2 separate regions of the Mus musculus genome follow, and region 2 is linked to region 1. Evidence: chromatin contacts called from public HiChIP or PLAC-seq data. All regions are on one chromosome and are shown on one strand. The core of a region is the stretch at or near the end of the contact, and the rest is flanking DNA. Distances in the headings are between cores, read along the strand shown.

Region 1 (2,700 bases), core at 85-2,584:
ACTTAGTTATTCCATGGGTCGAGAAGGACCAGGGCCTGAAAGACGAAATGAGCGGAGAAAGGGAAGCAAGACCAAGCAAAGAGTTGTCAAGGTCTGTTTAATGAAGGCTAGGAGCCTGATTATAAGCACACAGTGAGAGAAAATAGGAAGGGGCATAATAAAATACAGAGAAAGGGATGGACATCTGGGGCGGATGCTGATTACAGGCTTCTTGCAGCTTATCTTGGAATGTCAGCCCTAAAACAGTCCTGGGCACCAAACGGAGACATGGAGGAGAAGGTGAAGCTGCCTTAATCTAAGCAGTTCTAGGTGCCAAGTGAAGGAGGGAGTGAAGCTGGCAGTCTCAGGTGCCAGGTGGAGGCAATGAAGGAGGGGGTGACATAATTCCCTTCAAAGGGTCAGTGGATCTTTAGGGTGAGAGTTACTGGCGGGACTTAGTTTCCCACAGTTTGGTCTCTCACAATTTGGGTTCATTTCCTGCCCCAGCCTTGGACCCAGCATCTCTCTGCCATGCTCTGAATCCTTGAGTAGAATGTTGCATTCTGTACTTACATGCCAGGAGGACTCAAGGCTTTGGATGGCTTGTAGCAGTAAGATCCTTTCAGGGACAGCTGGGAGTCAGATGTTTCTGCATTCTTATGTTGACTACACATATGGATTTCTCTGGATATGTTCACATTCACAGGGGCCCACCGATAACCCTGCTTTTAAGCCCACTGTTTTACTAGGGTCTGCTTATGCCATCGGTGTTCCTGTGGTCTTGGCCATCACTCCCCTGCTTACAGGGTTCCTCCTTCCCATGCTTGGAATCCAGCACTGTTGCAGGACCTCCACTTTCCTGGCTATGCCTCCCTCTGTCCTGCAGAGCTTTGATACCCCTCACTGCACATCCAGGAGACATCACCCTGGTTCCCTCTCTGGCACCTCTGCTCTAAGGCCTTTTGGGTCCCTTCTCTGCTCTGGTCCCCTCTTTTGCTCTGTCTCTCTTATGGCTTCAGGACAGATTTTTGAGGGAAAAAATGTGAGGAAGGACCCCCAGTTCCCTCAACAAAATGGGAAAGGGCAATTCTGTGGGTGCAGAGACTCATTAAGCCAATGTTAGGCCCAATCTGGCTCCTGCGAGAGATGATCACTGGATGGATTGAACAATGACAGCTTTTGGCTATCTGTCAGAATCCTTTGAAATGCTGACTTTCTCGGAGCCTGGCCAGGCTGCTGGGTGTTTGTCCACAGCAGTGTAGCTATGGCTCCCAAGCCTTTCTCCTTTGGCAGGCTTGCTTCACTTTTTTTTTCTCTCTCTCTTTCTTTTTTACATGTCTTCAGCCAAGTTTTGGGAGGGTTTCCCAGGCTGAGGTCCTTGTGTCCACAGCCTTAAGACGTGTAGCCCAGGCTGCAGTGGCCACTGCTTTCTGACCCAGGCAGCAGCAGCAGTATGGGATTTTGGGGCACCTACCTGCTCTTCTGCCTCTTCTCCTTCCTGTCCCAGGTCATTGCAGAGTCACCCACTCCCAAGGCCAAGAAGGCTGCAAATGCCAAGAAAGGTAAGAAGGGGGCAGCTGTCCCTCCCAATGCCCTAGGAGCAGCTTTTTCCTTTATCTTCTGGGGAGCAGTCACAGTCTGGGGGCAGCTACCCTCCTGGTTACCTCATGATCCTCCCTCCATATCTGATGTTGGTGAGTCCTTCTGGGACCTTTGGTGAGAGACCCCTGGAGCTTGGGGATTTCTCATAGCAAGGATGGCTGTCAGAGATTCGAGTCCCTGACTCTTAGAACAGAGAATAATCTTACTAGGTTTTGTAAACTAACATCTGCTCCTCCTCTGGCACCCAACACGTTAGAGAAATCAAACCTCCGGCTTGGAGATGGACAGTTCCCAACAGGGAGCACCAGACTGGGTTTCCTCAACTGTGAGCCCAGGAGGGTGGAATTTGCTCAAAGACTTGCAGACAACATTTAATAATATATTTAAAGTCCTCCAGAGACAAACTCAGAGGGGGAATGGGGGGAGATGGACTTTTACTTCCATGGGGTGTCAGCCTTGTTCCCTCAGATGAGCTCAGAGCATCTCTGCTCTCCTCTGAAAAGTTGAGGCTGCAAGACCTACCTCCATAGTCCTGTCAGCAGTGAGGTCATCCTGGGATGGGTGGGGAACGTTCTGGTAATGACTGAGGCTGTCACCCTACAGGACTTTGGAGGATGGCAGGAAGAGTCAGAGAGATGGGGCCCTAGAACCCAGCCAAAGAGAGGGGAGGGTGTGAAGAAATTTACAGGCCCTCTGAGCCTCCACAGTGAACTATACAAATCAGCATCTTGGAACACAAGGCTACAGCAAAGAGCAGGCAGAATCCAGCGGTAGGGTGCTTGCTTGCCCAGTGGCTGCAAGAAACTGAGTTTGATTCAGAATTTACATAAAATCCAGAGTGAAGGGAAACACTTTAACCACAGCACTCTGGAAGTGGAGGCAGGAGAATTATAATTTAAGGTTATCTTCAACTGTATAGCAAATTTGAGACCAACCAAGGCTACAGAACCCATCTCAAAAAAAAAAAAAAAAAAGTAACAAAACAAAACTCCAGCATTAGAGTTAAGCCGCTTCCTTCCTGCTGTGCTCTAATGTGCAAGCTGCCTATAGTGTGACTTCCTGGTTCTGTCTTCAGAACTTTAAACAAACAAACGAACAAGATAAAGCGCTGGGTGTGGT
Region 2 (3,085 bases), core at 394-2,893, 87 kb after region 1:
AACTGATCATATTCCCCATGTGGTTTCCAAGCATACTGTAAATGAAGAAATAAAACAAAACAAATAAAAACCATGAAATGGACAAGGAACTTCACAATCCAATCTCTGGTGCCATCGGTGCCAGGAGGTGCCTGGCATCCTCTTTTGGCTTCATGATTCATCCTGTTACTGGAGTGTTTCGGATCAAAACTTGGAGTCTTGTAGCCCTAATGAGAGGGGCTCAGCCATTTGTCACCAATGCCAATGAAAGAGGCAAGTAATAGAAGCAGGGGAAGATTTATTCAGTGTGGCTACATGGAAAAGAGCAAGCAGGCTGCTGACCACACAACCCCTTCAACCAAGACCATCTTCAGAATCCTGATGTGAAGTTTAGGTTTAAATAGAGGGTCAGAGACCACACAGCTAAACAGTTCCACTTAAGGTATGGTCTTGCCCATCACTGTCTGACCAGCTGTCAAAACTATGAAATCTCCTCCTGAGAGGCAAGTTCCTCCTTCCCCTAGCATAAGACTCCTGGGTGGAATTTTAATTCCTTACATTGCATTATCTCATTAGCCTGATAGTGTGGTTTTTGTTTGTTTGTTTGTTTGTTTCCTGTCTTTCTTTACAACCTGGTGGCTTTCCTGAGCTTTCTGGTCAGCACTGTCTTGCCTACTCTTGAAGTCAGGGCTACCACACAGCAGACAGACTGAAGCCATAAACAATCTTTGCAGTAATTACATATGTCCCAAACTGTGTGTGTGCATAAAAGCCATTGCATATCTGAGGCTCATTTTTATGTGGGCATCTGGGCTGCACGTTTGTTAAATCTAGTAACCCTGGATGGGTCAGAGTCATACTTAGGACCTTGCTCCTTCTTGGCTTGGCTTGATGACACCCATACCTTTTTCCTAATTATATCTTTGTTTGTCTCATCTTTCCTTGGCATGCTGGTCTTCAGGGTCATGGACAGACATGAGTTGAGAGTAGGGTATGGGCATGCCCAACTTGCAAACACTGAGTGTCATGGGGTTGGCATGACCCTAGGAGAGGCCTCCTCCTTGGCTGCTCAGACTCACACCAGGAAGGGAAAGAGAAGTTACTTTTTGTAGGCTCTGACTTGGAATGTAGTTCTCAAGTGTGGGGGAAATCTAAACCAATTCCCTGATTCTAGGGCATTCAAAGGTCCATGGGAACACAAGGGGACATGCAGATTCCTGCTTTCCCCTTCTAGAGACCCAGTTTCTAAGGATGCTGGGTAGAGACACACAGCTCCATGTGGCTGCCTGAAGAATTCTTTACCTGGCCCAAGAGCAATTTTAGTTTCTGCACTTTTGCGGGGCCATACAAGCTGTGGGCTTGTGGGCAGTGAAGCTAGAGCTACCCTTAAAGGAGTTGGCCCAGTAGATGTGGTAGAGAGAAATGCAAATGTGAGGGACAGACACCCGCCCTGGGTGCTGGGGTGGGTGCTGACTGAGCACAGGCTGGCAGGTGAGTCAGCAGGGGGCAATGTGCAGACTCACCCGGCTCAGTTTCTCTCAGGGTGGGGGTTTGCCACAGAGGCTGAGGGAACTAGAAAGAAAAATGCAGCTTAGTGGAAAGCCTGTGGGAACAGGCAAGAGGGGCAAGCTCTGGATGTTGTGGGCAGGTCCCTGGCCAGCCTCCCAGCTTTCATCTGCCTCCAGGAAATGAAGATCAGGAACTTGAGATTCTATTGTGTATGGGGTGGGGGTGGGGGTGGGGGTGGGGAGGATGGTGGATAAGGAGGCTTGTCTTTAGGAAACTAAGTCAAAAGTACTCTTTAAAAGCTATTATTTCAGAACATGCTAGAATTAAAGAACCCCTACCCCACAATGCAGACATGTTTCCAGACTGCCCGTCCCTGGAAGGCAGATATAATCTGCCTTCTGTTTTTAAAACAAACAAACAAACAAACAAACAAAACAAAACAAACAAACCAACAGAGACCTGTGGTGGGTGAGTCCCTGCAGAAGTAACTCTGAGGGCTGTAATTACTGTCAAGCCCTATAGCCCTGGTTAGTTCAGCTCACAAATTGGCCCATGTCCACAGTAGCACCTAAGTATTGTTCTTGTTTATGGGGAAGAAATACATGGGAACACAAAGAAACTTGGCAGTTATAGCAGGAGAGAGGACCCCAGGCAAACTCTCTTCTAGGCTGAGGCTCATCAGGTTTTTTTTAAAGAATTGCAGCAGGAAAAAAAAAAAAAAAAAGCTGAATTACCAATCTGGGTTGGGGAACTTCCTGGGTCAGTGAAAGAATGTACTGTTTAGATCCAAGTTGGGAGAAGGACAAGTTTATTTAGTACACTGAAGAGAGCAGCAGAAAATAATAGAAGAATACAGCGATGTGGGCTCTCCGCTGTGGAGGGAGCCTCCCGGGGTTAGGGTAAGATGCTGGCCATGCATTTCCAGTACAGTTCCCTCCATGCAAATGAAGGCAGGCTGGTGTGTGTCTGCTCAGGCAGCTAACACAGGCCAGGACATTCTGTTTTCTATTCTACTATATGGGTGGAAGAGAGTCAGTTTTTCATTGTTTTGTTTGCTTGGGGAACTGCTTCCTGGATCTGGCTTGTACAGGGGACACACTCCCTTTCTGATAGCTCAACTACAGGCTTCTCAAATGAGCCTTTTGTTTTAATAATGTAGATATATTCTTAAACTGTAATGAGGAAATATGCATCTCCGTGAGTGTCGGGAAATGTGATGTCAGCCAGTATGGGAAAGAGGTTGGGTTCATGGCTGCTCCCAGGGGAATATCTCTCTCTCTCTCTCTCTCTCTCTCTCTCTCTCTCTCTCTCTCTCTCTCTCTCCCAGTCTCTCTCCCTCCCCCTCCCCCTCCCCCTCCGCCAGACACATCCCTGAGCCTGGTGTCTGACTTAAGTGCATTCCCTGGCCATCCTCCACCATTTTTCTTGTCTTTCCCTCACTGGGCGCCTTTGGCAGCCATATCACATGAGTTTCGTTACCCTTTCCTTTCTTCTCCTTCTAAGATCTGTTCATTCCGTCTCATGGTCCCCTTTTTAGTTTTATGGTAAACACACACACACACACACACACACACACACACACACACACACACACACA

The links. HiChIP or PLAC-seq counts read pairs in DNA pulled down with a chosen protein or histone mark.
Region 2: a contact with region 1 is called in an H3K27ac HiChIP or PLAC-seq map of embryonic fibroblasts, with 23 read pairs. The contact joins the enhancer-like site here to the promoter of Clec3b in region 1. A contact is called at or near these places in 13 of 39 promoter capture datasets (the 3T3-L1 cell line, HPC-7-derived erythroid cells, cranial neural crest and 9 more), 1 of 15 datasets of contacts at CTCF or cohesin (CD8 T cells), 45 of 484 Hi-C or Micro-C datasets (8-cell embryo, the AML12 cell line, B cells and 27 more), 28 of 115 datasets of contacts at active chromatin or transcription factors (CD4 T cells, CD8 T cells, the NIH/3T3 cell line and 21 more) and 4 of 9 other capture datasets (adipose tissue, liver, macrophages and 1 more).

The regions. Positions count from the first base shown.
Region 1 is chr9:123,149,612-123,152,311 of GRCm38.p6, forward strand. Clec3b (C-type lectin domain family 3, member b) reads left to right here and starts at 1,335. Exons shown (of 3, transcript NM_011606.2): 1 at 1,335-1,541. The coding sequence starts at 1,433.
Region 2 is chr9:123,236,403-123,239,487 of GRCm38.p6, forward strand. No RefSeq gene overlaps it. Among named protein-coding and RNA genes, the nearest start is that of Cdcp1, 22 kb to the left of the region's middle. Within about 2 kb of position 1,644, at least 112 of the 459 cell types and tissues checked have an H3K27ac peak or open chromatin away from gene starts, as enhancers often do. A contact at or near this core is called in 8-cell embryo, the AML12 cell line, the C2C12 cell line and 17 more, where this site is marked.